Regions from separate parts of the Pan troglodytes genome. Here region 1 is linked to region 2. The links are chromatin contacts, called in public Hi-C maps. All regions are on one chromosome and are shown on one strand. Each heading gives the region's core, a stretch centred on a gene start, on an enhancer-like site or on the middle of the called end of the contact. The rest is flanking DNA. Distances are from core to core; before and after follow the strand shown. Region 1 overlaps SMYD2 (SET and MYND domain containing 2). Region 2 overlaps LOC107970166 (a long non-coding RNA gene).

Region 1 (7,393 bases), core at 1,061-3,560, 250 kb after region 2:
TGCTCCAGACTTCATTGATCTATTACTTAATCACCTGACACACTTTGCAGTTGTGACCTAAATGGCTAATTCTCAGAAGACAAATTCCATGGTTTAAAACAGAAAATTTTGTTTTGTGCTCCCTTCCAGCCTGGCTGTGCCCTGACCCTTCTATTTGGGATGTGCGCCTTATTCCATCTTCGCAAATAGTCTATTGGGAAACTTTGGAGAAGGTGAAAGATTAGGCCTGCAGGCCCTGTCCATGGCCCCAGCATTTTATAAAGTCTCTTACAGGAGTAAATGGACTATCCCCTCAATTACACTGTATTGACTGTGAATTCCACATCACAAACAATGAGAATCAATACTCAGGATGATGACTCTGACCTCCCGTGATGTGAGGGTCGGGGCCTGGCTCCTGGGCAGCACAGGGCCGCCATCAAACCGAAGGCGAATGCTGCCCAGGGGTCTGGCTCCCCACCAGTTTCATCACAGCTTGAGTGGGAGGAGCCGAAGCTTTCAATTTAGACCCTCATTTGAATGAAGGCCCCACCATGCACCCTAGGCTATTACTCACTTAACCTGCTTGAACCTCACTTTCTTCATCAGGAAAGCCTCTCGTTTTTGTGAGAATTCAAAGGAAAAGCACACGAGGGTCTTGGTATGTAACTGGTCCTCAATGAACTGAGAGGATGATTAAGTGCATTTTAGAAACAGCAAATGCGCAATTCTAACATCCTAACCCTAACTCTCCATATCCTACCTCCTTGATTTCACCACAACTGGGGATCATCATTCTGAAAATCCCAAAGGTCAAACAAATGGAGAATTCCTCCAGGCACAGGCTGGGCCTGTGATCACGGCCAGCCCTCTGGATGTGGGCACCCATTCCCTTTGAGGGAGGCCTGGACACAAACACAGCAGAGGTGCACTCTCTCACTCCCCCATCACCTGCGGGACCCACCCCCGCTGCTCCCACGGCAAGAGGGTGGGTGAGAGCTGCTCACCCTCCACTGCTTCAGCCATTCAGCCTGGTGAGGCATGAAGGAGATGTGCTAAGGAGGCCGTCTGGCCACTGGGAATCCTAAGGCCGAGTTACAGACATACCTTCTTCAGGGCTTTCTCCCCTGCGGCTTTGTGTTCCAGGCCCATGTAGAGTCTCCCTAGCTTCAACCACATGGAGGCCACGTTGAGGGAGTACAAAGGATAGTGCTTACTAGAACAAGAGAAGAGACAACAGGCCACCATGTCAGCGGCTACTGAGCCGCCCCACAGGCTGGGTGCAGTAAGCCGGAGGCTGCCATGCTTAGGGCCAAACTCTGCCCACCAGTGGCCTCTCCAAATCCCACCAGGGTTTGGGTGGAGAGTGTGGATGCTGCCACCCTGCGGAATCATTGCAGATGTTGTTCATTATTTGTAGTTTGTGTGTTTCTGAAAAGCTACATAACAACTGCAGGAGAAATCCTATTCAAAAGCATTTGTAAACACAATCTTCAATCCCAGTCCAGATTTTTATATTTCAGACATACCCAGAGGAAGACCCTGGGAAAACAGCTTGTGAAGTAAATGTCCCATTTATGAAGGCAGCAATTAGGCCTATCACCTTAGGTACTCAGACATACAGCCACCCACCCAACCCCCACCCACCCCAATGTGTCTTAAGACCCCAGCTTTCTGTCACACTATGATATGGGCTGGTTTAGCAAAACAGTAAGTGCTCTGAAGTCAGAACACTTCCTGTGTCTTCTGGATGTTCTTTCCCCATTGTCCAGCAGGGGCTTTAGATACAGCAAGTGTTCTCTCCGGCTGTACCTGAAGACTGACTGATGGGGTCTGCCTGGGAAACAGCCATTTCCCTAAGAACAGGGCCCAGAGGCAGCTGGTGGGTGAGCCAGTGTGTGTGTTTACATGTGTGTAAGAGGTGTTTACTTAAAGGCTAGGCTGTTCCACCCTGTGTCTCCTGAAAGTCAGTCCAAAAAGACATGTTCTAGCTGTATTCCTGGGCAGGAGGCAGCCCTGGGACCCACGGCCCCACGGAAGACCAGAGCTGGGCTTCCGGGAGGTGGCTCACGCAGATAACGATGGGTCTAGCAGAGCAAGGCCCTGCTGGGAGAACCACAGGGCTGGGATGCTGTCTGTCTGCTCCTCTCTCCCTACAGATCTCACACAGAGAACTGTGCATGAGGCCAGTGCACTTCCTCACACACTCCAGGAGAAAAGGAAGGTTTGAGTTTATCCCCAATTTAACAAATTCTGTTTCCAAGAGCAGATTTTAAGAGCTGGCTTCCTTTGGGCTCCCCCTGCTGGCTAATCAGGGCACAGTGGGGTAAGTAGAGGGTGGAGTGGGCAGTGGACATTCAGACCAGACACAACCTTCACAGACCCTAATCTCGGAAGTGGAAGGAGACTGAGGGCTTCTCAAACTCCTGAGAAACACCTGGGATGCTTCCAGAACACAGATTTCTGGGTCTAATGCCCAGCGACCCTGATTCACTTGGCCCACTTGGTGTTGGACGTACCCTGTAAATGCATAATATCAGTGCCTTTAAAAAGAGCTCCAGTGATCCCATCTAGGCCACCTCAGCCCTGAAGCGTCTAGTCCGAGTCAGAGGACAAAGCCACAACTTCCGTCTGTCACCCACTTTTAGGTTTAGTAACCCTCTCAGGCAGGAAATCTCTCCAGGGCTAATATTCATTATTACTACAAATTAAAAAGCAACTTTTTTTTCTTTTTTCCAAACCTGGGGTGGGGAGATTAGATAACCACGGTCAACCCACTGGTCCCAGAGCTTCCCCATTTGCAAACTGGGGCTGTAACTTGAAAAAGCAAAAGAAGGGGATGGTGTGAGTAATGATGAAAAGCAGGGTTTCTGAGACCACCACTTAGTAATTAAACTTGGAAGCAGTGGGTGGGAAAAGAAGCAAACTAGTGGCTTCTCAAAACTAGCCTGAGTTAACTACTATGGATATGGCCCTGGATGGACCTGGGAGGGATCTTGCCCCAGTATCCGCTGCATAACCTCAACCTGTCTCCTTGGGATGGTGGTGAGAACAGGCCTGACTCGGGAGCAGTGCCCTGCACCAGCACCTCCAGATGTGGGTGCAGAGAAAAGGCAGCTGCGCTAGGCAAGTCTCAGCAATGGGCAGGAAGACGACACTATCGTATACATTCTAAACAACCAAATTCCACTCCGTGGATGATTAGAACAGCCTCTGCAATCACCTGTAGGGCTTAATGATTTTCTGTCCATACTGCAGGGCTCCTTCCCAGTCCTGCATGTACAAGCAGACACCCATGGCCTGGTACATCATGTGCAACATGTACACGTTACTGTCCTCAAACACAGAGCTCATCTTCTCCTGGCTGAGCTCGCAGATCTCCAGCAGCTCACTAGGGGGTGCTGTGGAGTCAAGGAAACGGCCACCGGGCCCAAGCTGCCTGGAGGCTTCCCCAGGCTGGGTTCAAGGAGTTCTTTCGTCCACTCCACTCTCACCCTTACCCCATGAAAAAGTAACTTACAGAAAGCCAAGCAAAAGTGAAAGGAATTACATTTCTCCAGAAAAAACAAATGAGGAAAACCTGAAGATCGGAACTGCTCAACTCAAGAATTTTAGCCGCAGGGTCCAGACCCCTAGTTCTGATGTAAACAATGTTGATTAAAATCACGATTCTAATCAAATTCAAATCCTCACCCAAGTTGGAACCCTGAGCACGACTCCCACTGTGGCAAAGTTCTTTCTTATGCTGAGAAACAATGTGCCTTTCTCTCATTTCCTCTCACTGGTTTTAAATTCTACCCTTTAGAGTACAAATCGAATCCCTTTTCAACTCCCAAGAAAATACTACAATACAATGGTTAAGAATATGGATTCTGATAGAGCTGGGACAAAATCCTAGATCCTATCACCATCAGCTGTGTCCTTTGGGCAAATTACTTAATATCTATCAGGCTGTTTCCTCATCTGCTGCATGGGAATGAGCAGAGTCCCTGCTCAGAGTGTGCCAGTGAGGAGAGCTGAAATAAGCAAGGCCCTTGGCACTGTGCCCTGCCCAAAGTAAAATACCCAAAGCACAAGGCCATCAAGGCTCTGTCCTTCACGGTCCTCCACCACATGAGGCTCCGAGCCAAACTAGCCAAAATAAGGGGAAATAAGATCATACAACTCCAACAGGATGGACACCACATTGTGGGTGGTCAGTACGCCTTTACACATTTACTAGGAGACATTCCTCCTTTGGTTTTCAGAATCTTAAATCCATCCTTCTCCTGCTCCCTCTTTCCAACTTCCCACCTTGCCTTGTTGGCGAGGGATAATAAGCTATCAGGGCAGTTGTAAAGGATATATTTATAGTGCTTGGCCCTCCGGAACTCTTCAATGACGTTGCGTGCATATCTGACCATGTCTCGGATGGCTTCTGCCTTTGGGGGATCGCTGAGCTTCCGGATTTCCACCTTGGCCTTATCCTGAAGGAAACGTCCACAAGGGCAAGGCGTTACCGCCCATGGAAACCACACTGATAGGGAAACCTCTCATATAATACACATTCCCACACAGCGGTCGACACTGGCCCATTCCAAGGTTACAAAAGAATGAAAGGAAATCAGGCAATGCATCTGAAGAAATTCAGTACTCCATTACCTTTTTACAGAAACAAAACAAAAAGATTAATTTTCTAGATACTCCTTATCTAAAATGTGTTGGCTATGGGCAGATATATGTGTTTACACATCTACGAATCAAGAGACTAGAATAAGGAAGGATGGCATTGACGGAACAATTTGGAAAATGCCAGGGAAACTTCCACATATTCTGGTGAACAGGTTGGAAAGCCTAAAGATTATACTCATGTGCTTTTCCCCCCTCCTCCTTTCAGCAGTTGTTTCTTTTCAAGAAAGAGCAGTTCGGCAGACCTTTCTCCTGTTTGTACAGTGTAATGGAAATGTTTTCTTTAGCTACTAGGAGCAGGTCTGAACAGAGACCTGGTCTAACTAGATTCCCTTTGGCTGTCTTTGTAAGGAGGGTTTAAAGGGTCAAAAAGATCCTAGAGGAGATCCGCCAAGTCAGACAAGCTCTTCGGCAGAGACGTCCTGAGATCAGAGTGCAGTCAGCGCTCTTGCCCAATGAACAACCTTACCTTGTCCTTGGTGGTGCACTCCTGGCACTCACAGGTGAAGAAATAAGAATCTCTTAACCGGTCATTTCTATCTTCCGTTGGGTACAGGAGATCAATATAGCTGGTAAAAACCTACGGGGTCCAAAAAGATAAAGCTTCAGTCTGCTACAGGTAAACTCAATCCTCGTCATTCCTGTGCCTTTGCAGTCACCTGCGGGGCCCATGCAGAGGATAAGGCAGGCTGCAGCAGAGGAATGCGCTGTTTACTTTAAGGCACCGAATTCCTGAACTGAGCAGCCACCTGACGTTGGCTTTCTCTAGAAGGTGTTCACTAATCCACAGCTGAACTGGGAGCTGAAGCCAAGGTGCAGGTTAGTGGAAAGAGTCTGTAGAATCAAGGAGTCCTTAAAACAGTGTCCTGGAGGGTTCAGAGGATCCCTGCCTCCCTCAGCTGCCTCTGCCTGGCCTTCATGTAGTTTCATGTTTCACCACCTGAGACGGCGCAAATGCTTCGTTGCCGTCATCACTGGATGCTGCGTGCAGGGGAGGGCATGAACACGCACACGCCACACACATGCAGCTAAGCTCCCCTTCTCCTCACATCAACTGGCAAGGGAGCAAGAGGCTCCACTCAGTGGGCTGGGACCCACAGCTCTGGGTGGCCAGCGGAGGGTGAACACATCTTCTAGGACACCAGAATGCTGCGGCCTGGCCCAGCGGGCAGCTCCTGATCCTGCAGGGCAGGGAGCTTGGAAAGTCCTCACCTTTGGTTCATGGGGCTCCACCGTCCTTGCCTTTTCCTAATGGGGTCTGTAACTAAGACTTGGAGCATATGGAGGAGACCAGCATTTAGATGTCCATTATCTACTCACTGGGACAGCACTGGCTACTCATCCCACACAATCAGGCAAATGTCTGACTGAACAGATGGATCTCATGAAGCCGCTAGCGTGCCAGTGACCGCGGGCACCACCAGGCAGGCAGGAGAGGACGCGCACAGGGCTGGGTGCTGCAGGGACAGCTAAGCTCTCCCCAGCCCATGGGGAGGTACTGGACACGTTGCAGCTCACCCCGAAACCCTGGGGAATGGGGTTTCTCCTTCTCTGAAGGGTAAGTAATCCCCAAAGCACTGACTTCCCAAAAATGAGGTTACTGCAAAGGTTACAGATCCAGGAGAACATGAGGGCAAAAGGAAACCGCAGCCACCCCTGCCCTGCCTCACACCGCAAGAGCCTGCCAACAATCTCTGTAATGACTGACAGTGCAACGTACGGAAGCTTCCAGAAGATGGCGACAAAGGCCACTCCAGTACCACTGCTCACAGCCAGACTGAGCCAGCCTAGGTGACAACCTGCTCATCTCTGCAGTCAGCCCACAGGTGCACTGGAGCCTGGGTGACTGCACTCTGACTGGCTGCAATTATCTGTTTCAAGAAAGGCTTCAGAGCAGTCTCCATAAGACCTTTGGAAACTCAGACACCCCAGCCGAAAGGGGACACACCCTCATCGTAATGGATTTAGCTGAAGGTAGAAGGGCCAACCTGCCTGCATCTTGGGCTTCAGCTCCCAGTGCAGCTGTGGATTAGTGAGTGCCTTCCAGAGAAAGCAAAGCACTTCTCATTCAGCACACTGACAGTTACACTTTACACTTCAAATACCCAGGCATGCACCGCAAAATAGCATTACAAATTGCTAAACTGAAATTTAACCTAAGTGTGTGATTACAAGTTCCTAAAAACTCATGTGTCTTGCTGGGAATTTACTTAAGAACACAGAGCATACTACAGCAATCCACCAGGCCAGCCCCTCCCTGGTGAGACATCTCATGAGGTAGTCAGGAATCACACATGGGAAGGGAACAGGGAATCGCTGAGCAGGTGATGGGAAGGCTGGTTCTCTCCACGTCCTGAAGCTGAGGAGGGAAACTAAGGTGCCCCTTGGCCACAGACTGCCTTGACTTCTCCTATTACTGCATATACCTGGACCTTTGATTTAGATTCCTAAAAAGTGAACTGCGACCTGAAGTTCAGATGTGGAATTGATAGAACACGAAATTCTGATGTGTCCCTTGGAGTGCCAGCTCTTTAGCTACTGCTGCGTCACTTGCTTTCTTTTGCTTTGGACCTTTGAGGGATGGTGGGGAACAAGCAAGAATTCACCAAATAAAATAAAATAAAATAAAGCTCAAGCTCAGTTGTTTGGCAATAGGGATACAGAGACTCTAAAGATAATCAAAAGTTTGACTGCGGTCATTTTGGTAGTAAATGTCTTCTTTCTCTGTAAATCTCTATAAAGCTTT
Region 2 (6,751 bases), core at 3,865-6,364:
AAATTAGCTGGGTGTGGTGGAATGAGCCTGTAGTCCTAGCTACTTGATAGGCTGATGTGGGAGGATCACTTGAGCCCAGGAGATCGCGGCTACAGTGAGCTATGATTGCGCCACTGCATTTCAACCTGGGTGGCAGAGTGAAATTCTATCTTTTTAAAAAATAAAAAAGAAGACATTTGGACACAGAGACAGAGACACAGGGAGAACGCTGTATAAAGACTGTCATAAAGACTGTCATTACACTGTCGCAAACCAAGTAACAGCAATGATTGTTGGCAAACTGCCAGAAGCTAGGAAGGAGGCATGAGACAGAATTCCCTTCCCATCCCTCAGAAGGAACCAATTCTCCCAATACCTTCATCTCAGACTTCTGGCCTCCAGAACTGTGAGACAATAAATTCCGTTATTCTAAGCCTCCAGGTTTTTGATACTCTGTTATAGCAGCCCTAGGAAACTAATATAGTAATAAGATACCATATTGGAATGGCTTATTTGTGGCTTCACTAAAGCAGGAGTTCATCCTATAGAATGGGAAAACTATCAGCATTGAACTACTGTATCAAGCTATGTCCCCAATAGCTAAAATATACAAGTCTAGAAGCCAAGAAATGGAAAAAGAATTGGCTCTTCTCACTATCACTACAAATAATCCACATGTTCTTCCCTTTCCTTCTACCTTAGGCTCTACTGGGTAAAGTGGGGAGTGGGGAACACTACTCCTAGTGACACATAAGGGTTCCACAAAACCTGATGCTGTAACTCGTCTCTTTGTTTTCCTTATGTGGGTGGACCAGCAGGAAAAGAAAAGAGTTATAATACTGGTAAGGTTAGTCAATCCTGATTATCATGAGAAACTAGACTTGCTGCTACATAAAGGGACATGGAAGAATATGGAACTCAGGGCATCCACTGGGGTACCTCCATATGCTTTTATGTCTAGTGAAAACAGTGAGCAAGCAAATGCAGCCGTCACAGCCCAACAAAGGAAAGGCGACCCAAGGCCAGACCCTCTGGGATGAAATTCTGGGATTCCCCCATCAGGCAAATAAATTATTAATAGATCGGATAATGCTGATCAAGGATAGGGAAATCGAGAGTGGGTGGTGGATGAGACAACTGACAAATGTCATTTGGAGCTTGGGACCAGTTGTAATAGCAGGGACCGCAGCTCATTCCATTAACTCTCTGTACAAAGTCTTTTTTAGATATTATGGCCACCATATAGGGACAAATAGATCTGAACAGGGTAAGAGGTGGACTAACAATTACCTTCATGTCACCTACTTGGCCCATTTCTGATTTCAGCCACAGATGTGCTAGGCAATTCTTTGTGGGCACAGACTCTTTCCAGCTCAAGTGCAAGTCACTGGTTTCTTGGTGTGTCTCTACTCCAGAGCTTTCTCAGAAGATAAAGGAGCCTGCTCAGCCAGCACACAACCAAGGCCTGGAAATGTGGAGACAGTTACAGCTTCCAGGGGCAATTCTCAACCAATGGGATCAGAAGCCAGTGAACAAATGCCCCAGTGTTCCATCTTTCACTTGGGCAATTCCGAGAGATCCAAAAGAATCAAACCCCAGGTACTTACTGCTACAAATGGTGACATTGCATCCTTATACTTTTCCTTCTTCCCTGTCTCACTCTCCCTGACCCCACCCCTCTACCATTTTGCTTCCTGGAATCATCACCCAAATAAACTATGTCCACCAAATCTATCTTAGTCTCTGCTTCTGAAAGAACCCAAAGTAAATGGAAGGTGCCATACACTTGATGTATTCTTTTTGACCAGTGAAAAATCTATCTTGGTCCTCCAAATATTGCAAAAACTTACATTATGTAGATGGAACCTCGGTGACCTTACCTGTGAAATTAAAAGTGTAATCATAATGGGATTTGCCTGTCACTGGTAATTTAAGAGGGGGCTCTGGTAGATAATGATCATGCTTTCATGCTGGTTTTGCACATTTCTAGACTTCTTTTGATGATAAAACAATGAATTTAACACATTCTTTGGAGCAATAATTAATTTTCAAAGCTTGACATTAGGATATTCTGAGTCCTTTTAGAGAAGAAAGGCTTGGAAAAAACATTAAATATTCAACATATTGCCATAATTTAAATAAAGTCAATTACAAATAGATAAATATTCAACATCTTGGTACATTTTAAAGAAATTGATCACAAACCATATGACTACTACTCAGTGATATGAACTGAAGCCCAAGAAAAAGGACCTTACACTTTTAAAAAGCTTTTTCTATTCCTACCACTAGGTGATTCTCTATACCTAAAAAAGTCTTTGAAAGTAACCTATTTTGTCCCACACACTCTGACTCACTGCATTCTCTGTCTTCCTCTGTCTTTTCCCTCAGTGTATCTAATGTGTTTGCTCACACTTTCTTTAGAATAACATTTGGTTGTTTAAAGTGAGAAAAAAAAAAGAAAAAAGGCTCATAATCCTACAGCTTAAATAATCTTTCATATTAACAAAATCATACAATAACACACAATATGAAATTCCAGATATTCAAAAAAGACATAAAAGATGAGTTTGGGAAACTAGAATGAACACTGAACATCCACTAGTCTAGATCCTCATTTTACAGCTGAAGTCAGCAAGATTGAGATACAGTCAATGCTTGAACAACACAGTGGTGGGGGGAGGGAGTGGTTAAGGGTGCCAAACCCACCCTGTGCAAAACTTTTGACTCCCTAAAAACTTAACTACTAATAGCCTACTGTGGACTGGAAGCCTTACCAATAACATAGGCAGCTGATTAACACATATTTTGTATGTTATGTGTATTATATACTGTATTCATACAGTAATAAAATGAGCTAGAGAAAAAAATGTTGGCCGGGCGCGGTGGCTCACACCTGTAATCCCAGCACTTTGGGAGGCTGAGGTGGGTGGATCATGAGGTCAGGAGATCAAGACCATCCTGGCCAACATGGTGAAACCCTGTCTGTACTAAAAGTACAATAATTAGTTGACAGTGGTGGCATGTGCCTGTAATCCCAACTACTCAGGAGGCTGAGGCAGGAGAATTGCTTGAACCCAGGAGACAGAGATTGCAGTGAGCTGAGATAGCGCTACTGCACTCCAGCCTGGCAACAGAGCAAGACTCCATCTCAAAAAAAAAAATTGTTATTAGGAAAATCATAAAGAAGAGAAAATACACTTATAGTACTGCACTGTATTTATCAGTATCATAAGTTTACAAGATGAATCATCTGTCTGAAATGGTGGGCAACTGCAGCTGCCAACCTCAATCTACAGACCGTGCAATTCAACTTTTATATCAAGCAATTCAGCTTTTTCTTGTAATGTCATGACCTTCTCTGCTTCCTGGGAGTACTACCAATATCACTAGCAGCACTTTGTATGGGTTCCATGGTGTTATTCAAAGTTTACAATATTACACTAAACATGATGAAAAATACACAACAAGCACGAAAGGTAACTTTTTATTGTGATATGAAATTTACTAGAGATGAACTGCTCCCGTGGAGATGAATAGCCTCACACAGCATTTTAAGTTGATACAACACTTGAGCTCAATGCAATAGCAACAGAAGGTGGTTATGAAATTATCACAGTAGTACAGTATGTACTACAGTTAATTTTATGCAGTTATGATTTAATACTGCATTTTTACGTTGGTTTACATTTCTCTCGACTGAATGGTACCATGCACAGTCTGTGTTCGTAGGCGTAAGTTTTAATACATTTTAACTTTTTATAATACATTTGGGCATATTTTATGGTAGTAAATGATAAAATAGACTAGTAGCTACATATATGTTATGCATTTGTAACATATCTTTTTCTTAATGTTTTGATATTTTTAGAATATGTGGTTTCTCTGCAAGTTTTTTCAAGCTGTCAAAAATCTCCAAAAATTTTTTCAATAGGTTTATTGAAAAAAAAACCCTCATATAAATGGACCTACACCATTCAAACCCATGTTGTTCAAGGGTCAACTTTATTTCTAAAAATTAACACAAGTTATTCAGGGAAGAAAAGCAAATGTAAAAACTTTGAAAAGAGAAAACATCATCATTCTGGAATCAATTACTTCCCAGAAATTTAAAACACATTCTTATAACTCTTGCAATAGTCATTTTTACGAAGGAACTAAAATAATTTATATATTTTTAAAATCTCGATAGCTCCTTAGGAAAAATGCTTATCTAATGCTTATTTCTTCCAAAGTGTGAAAATCAATGTATGTTACATTTTCCGTTTCTTGGTTGGAAGCTTGATCCTCAAGAAAAGTGGCTTTTACGAGCCCAAGTTTCCAAAAAGACAATGTTACAGCCAAAATAAACCTCACGACTTGCAAGACAAGTTTGCTCAAGGAGCAAGTTTTTATCATCGTGTGACTAAGTTAAGGATCAATTTGTCTCTATCTCATTTTCAATAATAGTTTTGACCCAGGTGTTAGATTAACCATGGACTAAGGTACATGATTCTCCTGACCTCTATGACCACGTGTCTTCACATCTTGGAATGAAAGTGAAGGAATTCCCTAAATCAGGAATACAGCTTTAGTGCCCCTAAGAATAACATGGAGAATTTTTTTTTAATGTTTAATTTGAGGCCATACCTAGGTATTGGGGTAGATTACAGAAATCCATTTTATGAATGAAGCAGGCATCTGTGTGGTCAACAGATAACATATACATATTTCCTGGTTGACTTCTATTTTCCTGGCACCTCTCTGGTTTAACATGTGTCCCAGAGTTATTGCTGTTGTTGCTTTAACAAAAGATTATTATTATTAGCTGCATTAAAATAAGCCAGGACTGGTTTAGTGGATAACTTTGAAATAGGAGGTAGGACTCGACTCTGGAGGCAGGGCTCAGACACCTGACCTAATTGAGGACTAGTTAAAACAGGGATGGGGTGGAAACACCTTTCCATATAGGACATGCCCACCAGTGTGCCATGTCAGTTTACCATTGCCATGGCAACACCCAGAAGTTACCACCCTTTTTCTAGGAATTTCTGCATTAATCGCCTCTTAGTTTGCATGTAAATTAAAGTGGGTATAAATTTGACCTCAGAACTGCCCTCAGCTACTACTCTCAGCACACTGCCTGTGGAGTAGCCCTGCTCTGCAGGAGCAGTCACAGAGCTGCAGGACTCTTGGAGCTGTAACTCCGCCACTTCAATGTCTACCGCTGGCTTGCCCTTGAATTCCATCCTGGCTGAACCCCAATTTGGGGATCATCTGCCCTGCATCAACTTTGTACTTCCATGTTGTAGTATAGTCTTCCCTAGTAGTGTGTGAGATACACGTGCCGTAAACAGAGTTCAACGCTTAACAAGTGGTTAAGTCTGAGCTATCAGTGATAACTTCTTTCACCTTTCTTAAACCTTTCTTAAGGCACAGGTAACTAACTCCTCCATTATATCTCATGCTAGCTTGAAAAAACAAAGTGTGGTTGCATACGGTGACTTAGGACAACTAACTTTTCATCCCAAAGGATGTGGGAGAAATATTTGTTGCTGCTGTCCCTGGCACCCATCTGGTGTATGAGTCAGTTGTGCCTTGGCCCCAGGTGGGGCCTGCAAGATGATTAAGGCACAAGGCTGCCAATCTGCCAGACGGTGGGGTCAGTGTGAAATGTGGGAAATTAGAAACGTGGTGAATGTGAAATACATGCGGGAAGTGGAGGCTAAGCATGCCTACCATAAAGCTTACACAAAGTAGTGTGAGCAATCCTGCTAAAATGGTTTTGGCATATACTAGATAGGGTAAATCTACAACTATTTATTTACCCTATCATTTGGTAACACTTTTCAAAAATGTTGTGATGAACTCTCTCAGCAACAAAGAGCTCAAAAAACAAAACAAAGCAAAAAAGGCATGTTTAATGAAATTTCAAATGCAGATTTCTCATTTCTAAATAAAGTTGACGATGAAATATAACTTGCATAAAATATTTGCCAACATTTACCAGCCTCCTTGGGGCCTATAGTAATGAAAATTAGAAGACATAAATATGTTAAGGAGGCCCCAGAATTTACTTCAAACCTTAGCTGTTATTTTAAGCTTTTCTTCGACAGGCATGAAATATGAAGCAATAGCTGCTAATATATTTGGTTTAATTAACAGAACTCTGCAAACAGCTCATGATTTCTGTTTTATGTGTCACCAGCTGCTTCAAATTAAAATTTAATTAATTCCAATAATTGTTCAATATTTTCATGAAATTCAGTGACTCAAAGCTTTTGAAAGTTCGTCTGACTTTATTGTGTCTGCTATTGCAAATTCAGTGACAAAATTTGTGAGGATCATATAAATACAAATTCTGGTGATGCACACATTATATTTATTGTCAATTAGTTTATTGATAAATAAGAAATCTATAAAGCAGAAATGTTCTAGAAAGCTTTTAGAGAAACGCTATTATTAAAAACAAAACTTGGAACCAAGCCAGACATGGGAGAGTGTCTGTAGTGCCAGGCGTTCAAGAGGCAGAAGCAGAAGAATTTCTTGAGCCTACAAGTTCGAGTCCAACCTGGACAACATAGTGAGACCCTGTCTCTAAAAACAAAACAAAAACTTGGAAGCAAAGCGATATTAAAATTTATCCTATAAAAGCAAGGGAAGACTTGAGTGAATAAATAAGGAAAGCTTAATCCATTTACAATGTTTAATTTTGAAATTCTATAATTGTGCCTTAGAATATCTACATTTCTGGAATAATCTTTTGATGAAGCTTTTTGTAAAAACAATTTCA

The links. A called contact is a pair of places that touch in the nucleus more often than the background predicts.
Region 1: a Hi-C map of induced pluripotent stem cells shows a contact between it and region 2, with 2.4 times the contacts expected there. The contact joins two enhancer-like sites. A contact is called at or near these places in 4 of 7 Hi-C or Micro-C datasets (blood, induced pluripotent stem cells and stem cell-derived neural progenitor cells) and 1 of 1 other capture datasets (stem cell-derived neural stem cells).

What each region holds. Positions count from the first base shown.
Region 1 is chr1:34,771,266-34,778,658 of NHGRI_mPanTro3-v2.0_pri, forward strand. It overlaps SMYD2 (SET and MYND domain containing 2), which reads right to left. Exons shown (of 12, transcript XM_003308746.7): 8 at 5,117-5,227; 9 at 4,325-4,445; 10 at 3,203-3,377; 11 at 1,087-1,195. Among named protein-coding and RNA genes, the nearest start is that of SMYD2, 51 kb to the right of the region's middle. Within about 2 kb of position 2,311, at least 4 of the 24 cell types and tissues checked have an H3K27ac peak or open chromatin away from gene starts, as enhancers often do. A contact at or near this core is called in induced pluripotent stem cells, where this site is marked.
Region 2 is chr1:34,519,542-34,526,292 of NHGRI_mPanTro3-v2.0_pri, forward strand. It overlaps LOC107970166 (a long non-coding RNA gene), which reads left to right. Exons shown (of 2, transcript XR_008537270.2): 2 at 1,395-1,711. Among named protein-coding and RNA genes, the nearest start is that of CENPF, 19 kb to the left of the region's middle. Within about 2 kb of position 5,115, at least 1 of the 24 cell types and tissues checked has an H3K27ac peak or open chromatin away from gene starts, as enhancers often do. A contact at or near this core is called in induced pluripotent stem cells, where this site is marked.